Regions from separate parts of the Gossypium hirsutum genome. Here region 2 is linked to region 1. The links are chromatin contacts, called in public Hi-C maps. All regions are on one chromosome and are shown on one strand. Each heading gives the region's core, a stretch centred on a gene start, on an enhancer-like site or on the middle of the called end of the contact. The rest is flanking DNA. Distances are from core to core; before and after follow the strand shown. Region 1 holds the start of LOC107920401 (serine/threonine-protein kinase STY46). Region 2 holds the start of LOC107920037 (transcriptional elongation regulator MINIYO).

Evidence for each region. Hi-C and Micro-C count contacts between places; a contact is called where the count stands out from the background.
Region 2: a Hi-C map of leaf shows a contact between it and region 1, with 1.6 times the contacts expected there. The contact joins the promoter of LOC107920037 here to the promoter of LOC107920401 in region 1. A contact is called at or near these places in 10 of 34 Hi-C or Micro-C datasets (callus, fibers, leaf and 1 more).

Annotation. Positions count from the first base shown.
Region 1 is chrA01:107,972,633-107,979,179 of Gossypium_hirsutum_v2.1, forward strand. It overlaps LOC107920401 (serine/threonine-protein kinase STY46), which reads right to left and starts at 2,622. Exons shown (of 16, transcript XM_016850107.2): 1 at 1,715-2,622; 2 at 1,162-1,276. The coding sequence starts at 2,103.
Region 2 is chrA01:108,109,773-108,116,319 of Gossypium_hirsutum_v2.1, forward strand. LOC107920037 (transcriptional elongation regulator MINIYO) reads right to left here and starts at 3,265. Exons shown (of 10, transcript XM_016849532.2): 1 at 2,172-3,265; 2 at 622-1,696; 3 at 226-326; 4 at 1-49. The coding sequence starts at 2,405. LOC107918421 (F-box protein SKIP23) reads left to right here and starts at 4,601. Exons shown (of 1, transcript XM_016847982.2): 1 at 4,601-6,547. The coding sequence starts at 5,541.

The DNA of each region.
Region 1 (6,547 bases), core at 1,372-3,871:
TAAAAACAAATAAAGAGCCAGGACCCATAGGTTATGACATTTAAAAGACACATTCAAACCTTTTATGCTTAACCACAAGATGCACGCATGCATTTGCAAATAATGCCAAACTGCATAAGAAACTACACATGATTCAAGTTTACAAAGTCACAAAAAGGAATGATAATATGTGTGCAGAATCATTTAAATTGAACTGCTACTGTCAAAATAGAATAGCTTTACAATTAGTTAGCCTCATGACCTCATTGATAGTTAATGGCCCAAATAAGGAAACATTTACAATATGATGGCAGAAGTAGCAACTGCAATCCTCAACTAATATAATGTGTTATTGACAGCAACAAGTTAATGCTATGCACTAAATTTTAGAACGTTCTAGAAGGGAAAATGTACAGTAGGGATAGATGTCGAAATGAGTCTTAGCAGTGTCAAATGCTATTGAAAATTATTATGTTGAAGAACATTTTAAGTTTTACAAGAATCTCTCTTTCTTTCTACTATGACCACTACTACCATGAAAAGAAGATACAACACAATATTTGAGCTCCATGATGTGAAAACGCAGAGCACAGAGAGAAAGAACAAGTCAGATTCAGCCAACTAAGTTTGAGACAGAGATCATCCTGACTAGGGTGACCAGTACAGACCAAGGCACTATAGCTATAGCTATGGGTCAAATTTAATGTAAAAAACCATAAACTTACTTATTAATGAAAAATTAAGCATGCACTTTATAAACATCATAGGAAAGGTAACCTAACCAACTGAATACAGTAGCTTGATTACACTATGCAAAGGACATTATACTGCAACATATATAACATGCTACTGGAACCCCAAAGAGAGAAATATTATTTGAACTCCCAAATTTTCTCAAAGGTATACGTACGTTTGTATGCTTATTATTGTAGAATACAATAATATTGTTTTAATAATCTAAAAAAGCTAGGTACTTAGAAGTGGGACCTGACGACTTTCAATTACCAAAGTCTGACGAGGCAAGGTGAACCGCATCACATGATTCATGACATTAACCATATACCAATCATTCGAAATTGACAAAAAAAAAAGATACAACAAATTTTCGCTTTTACTGAAAAAGTAGAGCAAATCAGAGTGCCTTGTTATGAAATTGAAACCTAACAAGAAAGAGAAAGTTACCTGCACGAGACGAACTTCCATTGCCGGTCTGTTGGCAGGATCATGAGCCAAATGCAGTAATCTCTGGTGCATAAGAACATCTTCTGCCCTTTCCACATTCACATCTAACGCATAGCTGCAATGAGTAAACTCGCTCTTAATTAAAACAACTATTGATTAATTCAAAACAAAAATGAAAAGTGGATCAAACAGATCTGCTTCACTTTACTTGTTTCCGATCTTATAGGCAACAAGCCAAGCATCAAAACGAACCATAAAGAATTAAAATGACAAAAAAAAAATCTTAAGCAAGAAAATTTCATATTAAGCCTTACTTAGATAAAATATTAAGGCAAACAGTTCCTTAACTCCAAAAATTAAATGCGAAAAACAAAATTCAAACAGAAAAAATTGATAAAAAGAAACTCTTATCTAAGATTGAGCATCTCGATTAAAAAAATTGTTATTACAGATATAGATGGGGGGGGATGTAGAAATTTTAGTAGTATTTGTTTTTGTATGTTATGCATGCAGTAAATTTTGGAGAAGGAAAAAAACGTAATAAAGGATATACCGACTAGGTAGACGATTGAAGTGAGCCCAAAGTTCGTCATCAAAGCCAGGCCGATTAGCCTCTTCAATGTCGGAATCACGTAGCCGCCGGAGCACCTCATTGTAGACCTCGAGCTTTTGCCGCTGTTGCCGGCTCTGCAACGGCGAAAAATCGTTCGCTTTGCTCACGCAGCTCTCGTTATCGTCCATCACCATTGAAAGAAGAAAAAAGAAAATACAAACGCAATGAAAGGGGAAATTAAAGATATAAGGCAAAAACCAAAAAGGTAAGGCAAGGAAAGGAAAGGCGTGAATGTGATGATCCTTTTGCTTTTCGTTTACGTTGAGTTTATATCGAAAACGCAGATTTAAGAAAAAAAAAGTTTTATTTCCCAAGCACCTAAACAACATATTATTTATCTCTCACTACACTAAAGTATATATTTTTGACCCAAAAAAGAAGAAGACTAGAGCATGTATAAATATTGGACTCTATCTAGATTTGTAAACCACTTGAAAGAAAGTGTAGCTTATTTACGGTTTTGTGAAATTCTTAATTTTATAATTTAATTAAGGAGTTGTTTTTATATATACTGGAAACTAATTGATAACATTTTTATATAGAAATTTTACCGAAAATTTTAATTATGTATTATCTTAAAATAAACGTGATAATCAATAAAATGATAAAGCAGCGCAAACCGTTCATATTGTTGATCTGTTGCTGAAGGAGTGCACTTCTTTAAGGGATTTGGGTTGGGTCAAAGCAAGTGAGGTGTAAAGGGTGAGGCCACATCAGACAAGATAAGGCAGCACAACTCAGTATCATAAAACTATTAATTTCTTTTGGTGTATTTCAATAATTAATCCCTATGATAAACCCACCTATGAATTATGTACAATGCCAAGAAGCCCCCACTTACTCCTCTTGCCGAATAAAATTTGGCCAAAAGGCATATGCCGAGTGCCACCAGTCCCCACTGATGTGGATAAGATCTTGATTCCCAAAAGACAATTCCACCCCTTTTTAACTTTTTTGTCTTTCTTAATAAATAAATAAATATTTTACACTTAATCAAAATTACCTTTGGGTATACGGCCAGAGTTTTACTCTCAGATTTTGCTTTTTGGTTCAATTTATTATTAATCTATGTAAATTATAATTTAGTTACATTCTTTTAATGATAAAAGAACATATTCAACCCTTCTAAAGAAACCCAAAATAATTTTATCCTTAATAATGTTAAATTTCTAATAGTCCATGTAATGTAAATTTCACAACTTACATACACCTAATAAAAATATCTCCCACCTGTAATCATATTCAGAAGGTGGGTTCTTTTTAATATTTAGAGAATTTTGTTATGTTTATGTTAAAAGAGACAAATAATGAGATGATCGTGACTGAGAGAGACCAAGAAGGAAAGGAAGCTATGGCCATGGTGCCAGAAATTGGAGCCTTAATCAACTCCTCACATTTCCAGCAGTTTCCTACTTTAATTTTCTTTCTTGCTCATCAAGTAAAATCATAATTTTTAAATAATTTATTTTTAAAAATTCTCTGGGGCTAATCCAATTGATAATTTTGGAAAGTATTTAATTGGAAAAAAAAAAAAAGCACAACTGTTGTAAATAGAAATGAAGCTCTGCATGGTTGGTTTTTAATGGTCGGTGAGAAGAGATAAGGTTTAAGCTTAAGTTATCTGGGGGAGGTTAGCAAATTTTATTGATTTTTTTTTTTGAATGTTTTCCTTATGTATTGTTAGGTTTTTTTTTCCTTTAATGGACCAATAAGAATTTAATATTGTGTTCCTTATTATTAATAGATTTTTCTCTTGCCATATAACATAAATTGATTCTATTGATGTTATTTACTTTCAAAATTAGGAATAAAATTATTTTAAAAAAAATTAATTTATTTAATATTGAAATCGAAAAGAATTAGAGAGATTTTTTTTACTATTTCTTTTTATTTGGAAATTATAGTTTGGACCCAAATTTTAGTTTGAAATTTTATTTTAGTTTCATATTATATGTTTAATAATTGTTTTTTTAATTTAAAATTTCAATCTAGATTAGCCTTCAATTTTTCTTTAAATTTAATTTAACAAATTTAAATATTATAAATTGGGTCATGATTAAAATTTTAAAATTTAACAAATATAAAAAATAAAAATATGAAATTAAAGTAAAAAAAATAAATGATGTTTTTAATATTGTGATAGTGAAAAATGTTGGGTTTTAATAAAACTGAATCACATGGGATTGTGTTTCCACTAAAACTCCAAATGAACCAAAAATGGTCCCGATTCATAGAAGATGGAATCACTTTTTCTCGCAAATAGAATCTTTTTTATTATCATAAATAGAAAGGAAAAACGACAATGTGAGCCTCCTCCTCATTCCTCACTGCTTGGAGGCCAGCGTTAATTTGTAGGGTCACCTTTGATTTTTGCTACCATAACAAGTATTATCTTTATTACAACAAAACCAAACACAAATTGTTATTATCATTATTTGTACAATAACAATTCAAATAATGACAGGTTAAATATTACTAACTTAATTACAATCGATCAACGTATAGTAAATTTTCTTATTTAAATTCAGTAAATCATATGTTTTGGCAGATATATCAAATCCAATATAAACTTTGTTCAATTTCTTGAATCATAGTACACCCACCGGGAAGTTGGGAAAATGTGCGAGATACTAATGATTCACGTGGAGTGTGAACAATTTGAATTTCAGCATAGAAAGACACCGACAAAAAGGTTTGTTCCTACAAGGTACTTGGTACACCTGTTTTGCTTATTAATCTAATTCAGAAAATAAATAAATTAGTTTTTATATATATCAAATTAAAGAATAAATTGATATTTGTGTTAAAAGTTTTATTTATTTTTACCTTTAAAAATTTATCATTATACGTCAACATTAAGTATATGTGATACGTTAAATGTCATTATTTAATTATTTTATTAATCATATCAATTTTTAACATTATAAAGAAATAAAATTTTAATAAATTAAATTAATTTATTTTTTAATTTAATATATAAAAATTAATATATAATTTTTTAAGTAGATAAAATAAGAGTGCTTTCACCTTTTATTTGATTTAGATTTTATTTATTTTACTATGGGGACTCATCACAATTGATGGGTTGGGGGTGGGTAACGTGTGGGGTTGAGAAAGAACGTGATGATAGGGACAAGTGACAGGTTGGGTTAAAAACGTAGATGGTGACGTGTCTGCAATAAGAGTGGATAGCATCAAATGTAATCCAAACCTTCTCCGTTGAGGATCAGAGTCGCCGTCATTGGTTTCGGTTCTTTGCTAATCAACCTGACACCTGTTTGAACCTACTTCGTCCGATTCATTTGCATCCACTTTTTCAATTTCGAATCAAATATGGACCACTACGATGTAATAAAAGTTTGCGTCTTTCGATCTTTTAATCTTAAAAAGGAAATAGTAATGTGGCTAATTTAAGTTTCTAATAATATACGTCGATCTTTTATAAGCGATATGAAGGCTCTAAACATGCAAATCGTGGATCGTATTAATGACAAAAATAATAATAAACACTGTAATACAAATTATTTTGATTAATCCTTTAAAAAGTATAATTTCCGATCTTTATATGATGTAAGGCAGTTTAATAAATATTACTTCAAATTTTATTATACATATGTGTTGAAATTATGTATTTAAAATATATATGCTTGTTTAAAAATAATATATAAAAAATAATAAAACATATAATTTGAAATTAATTAATAATAACATATATAATATGTAAAATATTAAAACAAAAAATTAGTTAAGATTGTAAGTAAAACAAAATTTAAATACGTAAATACATTAAACTAATAATATTAAATATACTATAATTGTTTATCATGGTGTTATCATTGATCTTGAGTTGATGTCGAGTTACTCAATTAATAACATTAGCAAGATATACAATTGATTAAGGTAATAAAGTGTGATATTTAAATGTGATACAAAATATTTTTAAATAAAATTCTGGTTGAGTAGTAAAGTTAAAGTTTTATTGTTCAAGTTCACCATATGCAAGTTATTATTTTAAACAAAAAGATTAAAATATCCTAAAATAATATAACTTAATTTAAACCAAAATAGACATTTTCATAATTTTTTAACTGTGTTGGTGTCCCAATGACTCATTACATCAACTTAGTTAAAAGTTTAAATAATAATATGTATAGATATATAATTGATAAATATAATAAACCGTGCATAATAAAAATAAAATCAGCTATATATATCAAGGTAAAATTTTAATTTAGTGGTAAATTTAAAGTTTTATTGACTCAATGCCATGGTTTAAATTTCATTAAATTCAAATTATTTATTTATTTATTAAAAATAAATAAATTAAAATACCTTAAAATAACATATTTTATTTTAAATAAGAATAAATATTTTTATAATATCAAATTAATAATGATTGACATGAATATTTAAATAATAGCAAGAATTTTTGAATAAGATTTTTTATCATTAATGCAAATCGTGGATCATGTTTGAATTAATTTATTTTTAATAATAAAATACAAATAAGTCAGTTAACATATTCTTGGACAAGTTGATCAACATAATTCGACAAGCTGGGCCTAACAAACGTCTAAAAGCCATGTTGTTGTCTAGGTTTCTGACAAATGTTCTTAACGAGTGTCTATAAAATATTTTTAAATGTAATTAATATTAGTCCTATGACACATTTATTATGTGATAAATAAAATGAATAAAATTCTTTTTAAAATAATATTTATTAATAAAATTAATAATAATTATTTAAAAACTTGTTGGATGTCATTAAAGAAA
Region 2 (6,547 bases), core at 2,015-4,514, 140 kb after region 1:
CAAGCACAGATGCAAGGAGATGCAATGCAAGGGCCCGTTGACCTGGAATCTAAAGTCAACAATATCAGTAAAAACAGGAGATCAGTATAGTCATATCAAAGATAAACTGCAACAATATTTAAGATTGACATGCACAATCTAGCTATATCATGACAACATGCAGCTGCATTTGCATTAAAGATCTACATGTCATCCAATAAAATAATAAATAAAATATAAACTGACCATGCTTCTTGTGAGTGCAACTGCTTCTTTAATTGTATAACCTGAAGCACCAGGATCTCCCTCTGTTCGTAAGAAGTCACGTTCAGCAACAATATCACCTCCTGCAATACAGTAATAGAAGGAAAAGGCAAAACAATATTTATTCAGTCATCTGCCGTTCCTTGTATGGCTAGAGTTTATTTATAAACTGTTCTCTAGACAAACAAATAAATGCCACCAAATATAGTTTTAGTGAGTTTATCAAGAAAGTGACAACAAGATCTAATGTCTACCATTTACCTATTGATACATAATATTTAGCAAAAAATGCGAGCAGGTATGTATAAAAGCAACTAAGTAAAAATGTACCAAAAAAAAAAAAAAAAGAACAGAAGGATGGTTATGATTTTGCCTTACGTATCTCTGGTATCTGAACAAAATCATTTTCAACAACAGCCCCATCCAAGGAAAACCTTAATTCCCTAACAGCCTTAACTCTCTGGCTCCAAGCATCCCACAAACTGCCACTTGCGGAATCTACGTTCTGCTTTACACCATTGTCAAGGCCACTCTCTGTAATGTTTGAGCTTGTTGTGACCGTGGGATTATTGCTATCTATATTTGGAGCTTTCATAGCATTGTTTGACTGATTTTCACATCTAATTCCAAATTGACTCTCAGCAGCCTGATTTGAGTGTGTGTCAATTTGCTTCTTTAATTTCTCTTGGCCTCGTTTTTTCAGTAAGTTTAGCAAAGCAGGATCCATCTTCAGCAAAATCTCAGCCTGTGCTTCTTTTATTTCTTCAGGTGACATGTTCCCTAATCGGGCACGATTCTCAGCATCAATTTCACTCTCAAGAGACATGGACCCGCGTTCATTTCCTAAGTTGCGGAATTGCTCTGGAGCCATGGTATCTATCTTCTCCATTCTCTTGAATTCCACATTGGCACTATCATTATGACACATTCTTTTCGCCATGACCTGGCCATCAACAACCATCGTTCCTGATTCTTTACTGAAAATTTCAGAATCATGATCTTTAACATGCTCTTCTTTTTGTAACTGAAGTGAGTCATCTAGGTCCATTCCAGTGACTGAACTAGCAGTCAATTCACTCCTCATGGCTTCTTCAGCTTTAGCTAAAGGCCTATGGGCATTTAGATGTGATTCTACATCCATGGAGGCTACATCTGCATGTGCACCAAAGGAGTTACTCAACATGCTTTTATTGCCTAGATCTTTCATGGCTTTTCCATCCATCATTTGTCTTTCAGTTTTCCCTACGTCTGACTGGTTTGTTTCCCTTCCCTTTCTCTGGGAAAGATCATCACCCTGCATTGCCTCTTTCCAATGGCTAAGATCCAAATTCTTTTTCTCTTTCCTCCGTATAGGTTCACCGAAAACCGATATAGGATCAAAGTTAGCAAATCCAGTTTCATCTTCATCATCTTCTTCAACAACATTTCTGTTATCACTTCTTGGAGTCCAATGCTGTGAAAACAAATCCAAGTATCAGTTCAAGCAACTTCTGCTTTGAACAAATCAAACTCAACCAAAAATAAACCCAGTTAATTAAATAATAACAGATAGGGAGATAAAACCAAAAAGGAACACCATTACTGCTAGTATTAGTTGATTGCCCCCATTCCAAAATCCAAACCCATGTTTGTTAGGTATTAAACTTATGGTTTTGCCTTACTCTTCCAAGCAACAACCGTACCCAAATTTGTAGTAATCAATAATAACGAATTACCTCCCCTTTACAATCATAGGCATGGTAATTTATGTATCCCAAAAGAAACAATACAGAAAGGAAAACATAAAAAGTGTTCATATATCTTATAAATGTTCAAAATTTGTTGAATTAAGTAACTTAAATGAATAGCAAACCAATAAAGAAAATAAAATAGAGAACAAAATCATTGCAGAAGAAGAAAAAAGAAGAGTATAATTTGCGGTGGCTTACAGGACCATGAGAGCGGTGGCGTGCAACAGGGAAAGGAAGCACTGAGAGGCGAGGGGGTTGAATGGGTTTACTAATATCATTGTTCGAAACAATTCCCTTTTCGATTATGCTCCCAACTAAGCTGGAAGCATCGTCTCCATCGATTGAACTGCTAGCAAATACCTTCAAAGAAGCAACTTTTCCTTCATTCCTTTTGGTTTTATGGCCGCTTCGTTGCTCCTGCTTCTTCTCCATAGGTTCCAGGGTTCAAGGGAGGTTCTCCTCCGGCTCTTCGATGTTTCAATTTTGAACGAAAAAAACATTGTCTTGTTTTCAACCCAGAGGAAATAACTTTCTAACTGGACTTGGCCCAACCCAAAAGGTCATTTGAGAGGCTTCGTCGTATATGCCACCACACCCAACCCAAAGGAAATAACATTGTTGCAGCTGCTGCGCATAGACGTTTGAGTGTAAATGCAGAACTTGTGATATCAAATGGTAGATTGGTCTCAACTCCCACCAGAGCTTCTATTTCTAATAGCCGAATGTCAGATTTCGATCCATCTACTCGTGATGGCGTTACCCTGTTCCACCAAAATTTTATCTTTTACCCACGTTATTGAGGATAGACTCGATTAAACAACCAATAAGTAAAAATAATGGAAGAAATTAAGAAATTATACGCAACTCAACTCATTTGATAACTTCTGCAAGTCTTCTGAGTCCAATTTAGCTCTCTACAGCAGCAAATCCCCTCAAAAAGAGTAACTTCTTCCGCAGGAAAAGGTTGGCAGGGATCGTCCCTCTCCAAGCTCAAAGTGCGGCTTCAACTTTTGCTGTTTATAATTCCTACTCTCAAGACTACCCATTTAATATTTACTGAAAATGTGTACTGGTATGTACAAACTGTTATGATTTTTCTTTGCTTATCTCTATATGGACAAACTCATTTCCAACAATAGTCCCATCCATGGAAAATCTCAATTCCTTAACAGCCTCAACTCCCTGGCAATTGTCAAGGCCACTCTTTGTAATGTTTGAGCTTGTTGTGACTGGGATTATTGCTCTCTATATTTGTAGTGCTTATATCATTGTTTGACAGATCATTCTGTGCTTGTTTAGTTCCTTCTTCAGGTGACATGTTTGCTAATAGGGCACGATTCTCAGCATGAATTTCACTCTCAGGAGACATGGACTGGAACCATGTTTATTTCCTAAGTTGTTGAATTGCATCTATCTTCTTCATTCTCCTAAATTGCGCATTGACATTATCGTTAGGGAACATTCTTTTTGGCACGACCTGACCATCAATGGTCATCGGTCCTCATTCTCTAGTGAAGTTTTCAGAGCCAGCATCTTCAATATGCTCTTGCTGGTGTACTTGAACTATTTAAGTGAGTGATCTGTGTCCATTTCAGTGACCCAACTAGCACTCAATTCACTCCTCATGGAGGCTACCTACATCTGCATGTGCACCTAAGGAGATACTCAACATGCTTCTCTTGCCTATAGCTTTCATTGCTTCTCCATCCATTATTTGTCTCAGTTTTCCCAAGGTTTGACTCATTTTGCTTCCCTTTTCTCTTGGAAAATCATCACACTGCATTGCCTCCTTCCAATGGCTTAGCGAAAACTGATATGGGATCAAAGTCGGCAAATCCACTTTCATCTTCATCATCAACTACAACATATCTGTTATCGTTTGTTGGAGTCCAATGCTGTTAAAAAGAATCCAAATTTCGGTTCAACCAACTTCTGCTTTGAACAAATAAACCCACTTAATTACTTGAGCCAACAACTATGAGAGGAAGGAAGATAAAAACCAAAAGAGAGTGCTAGTATTAATTGATAACGACATTCCAAACTCATTTTCTAGGCTTCAATCTCATGCATTTTGAGATGGTTGTTTGAATTGGACCGACCGATTGGATTGGAACCAGTCAAGGTATCAGTTCAAAGAAAAGTATTGAACTGATTATTTCAGGAATCAATATGAATTGATTGAACCAATTGAATTATGAAAGGAATTTTAGCCTAAACAAAAATGCTGTTCACTTCCAAGTTAAGCAAAGGAGTTGGAATCAGAGATTCTACCATACGGCAGTTCATTATTTCTATATCTTTGCGGCCTTACCATTTGGAAATCAGCTAATATGTTTACAATGTTCTTTTCTCTCGCATTGTTAATGGCATTCAATCAGATTACTATAAACAGCAAACTGCTATGTACTAATAGAACACAAAAGTAACAGATAGCAGTCAGTACCTCAAGAGGCATTTCTGCAATGGTAGATTCGAGAATTAAATCATGCATTCAATGCGGCAAGATTTGTCAACCAATAGGACAAACCATCAAAAGATACCGCAGCATACTGTTCGATAAGAGTATCATTAAATGTCGAGTAACTTTCATGAATCTCTGATTGAAACCCAGAAATTCGGCGTTATTTTTTTTCATGTCTCTGGTATTAAACTGATAAGACATAACTTAAATAGTTTTGGGTCTTCCCTTAGATCTTATCTCGTCAAGAAGCTGTCCATATAGCTCTTGCAAAACCTCATAAACAGCCCACGTCTTCTCATCTTCAAGCACAACCATTCAGTATTCAAATAATAATAATAAAACACAGCCATTCCAGTGAGTCATATGATGGATAATGAATGCAGTTTCCAGATTCCAGATTAGGGGAACACCCCCGAACAAGTGAGCCTACATCTGCAGACAACAAAGTGGACCTGACTTTCAAACCTAAAAGGAAGAGCATTCCATTCCCAGCTCTACAGACTTCGGAGCTATATCACCAGGGTCTTGCATAATATGTTGTAAATCGGATACCTTTCCTTTGCAGTTTTTCCTTTTTCCAGCTTCAAAGCTGAAGCCTTGATGTAAAACTTAATGAAGTATGAATTTATTGCCATTTTCTTTCAGGGAAACTTTTAATTGTACATATTTTGTGGCAGTTGTTTTTTTTTTGGTTCAACGTCAGTTGTGATTTATTTCTCAAGAATTCGAAGAATTGATCTCTTCTTAGTTGATTATTGTAAGCGTCCCTCAATGTGAAAATGAATAACATTTGACAAAAGTCGAGACAATTCTTCACTCTGTAATTTGTAGGTACATTGTAGATGTTCCCATTATTTTCTAGAAAACTGAGTCCAAAGGTTTTTTTATTTTATTTTGAAACTACTTTAGAGTAGGATAAAGTGATCAAGTTCCTCAAAAGCAGAATAGAAAACGAAAAAACAATTATTTTTATTTTTATTTTATCGATTTACTTGAACTTTTTTTTTTAATTCTATTCTAAATATGTTTAATAAGAAAAGTTGGCAGGCAGGCAGCTACTGTTGCCCATAGCAGATCTGAATGCAAAGCAAAACTAGTGATCTCAAATGGCAGATTGGTCTCAACTCCCACAAGAGCTTCTAGTTCTAATATCCGAACGCCTTGAAGCCCGATTTGATGTTGTCAGATTCCGATCTGTCTGCTGTTCGTGGCGTTCCTCTGTTCCACCAAAACTTTACCCTTTTCGACCTACATATCGCCGAACCCGAGGTAGACTTGAGGAGTCTCTGAGCCATATCACCAGATATACCTTTTACCTTTTAAGATCGTCTCGCGGCGACGAAACAAAAGCACCTGCTTGCTGGTTGGTCAAAATCAGAGAAGGAAGCCGCGGTGTCAAAATGCAACTGTTGAATCCTTTTTCAGATTCTAAGCTGGAATCTCTTCCAAGAAACTTTCCAAAGGTATTGGATTTAACCAACTTTCAAGTCATTGAATTGGGTCATCAATATATTGGTCTGTATAATGTGTATATTGATCATCCTTTAGAGCCCCTATGCTACGACTACAGAAAAAAAGTAGTTCTGCAGCAGTCAAGTACCAATTGTGATGATTTTATAATATTTGCGTCTTTCCGATGCCCGGCTTTTCTGAGGTCGGGAGAAAAGGAATGGACTGTGCTTGAACATGTGTATGACATTCAGGATATTATTTCATTTAATGAGAAATTCTATGCCATTGACCTAAATGGCAAAACTAGAGTCATTGACCAATCTTTAAACGTTAGTTTCCTACCACATGTAGGCTCTCCCCGTAGCAGAAAGTTCTTGGTTAAGTCCCATGATAATTTGTTGGCTGTTGAAATGCTTTCCAATCCAGATAAGGGTGTTGGTTTTAGAGTGTTTAGGATGAGTGAAGAAGATCACAAGTGGGATGAGATGGAAAGTTTAAGGGATCGGATTTTATTTCTGGGTTTTTATGGAGCAGTTTCAGCGCCAGCTTCTGAATTCTATTGGGGTAAAGGAAACCTCATCTTCTATCCCGGAGGTCTCTTCGACTCTCCACATGATCCTGACCCTGAATTTAGACTTGTCTTTGTGTTTGATTTAGAAAC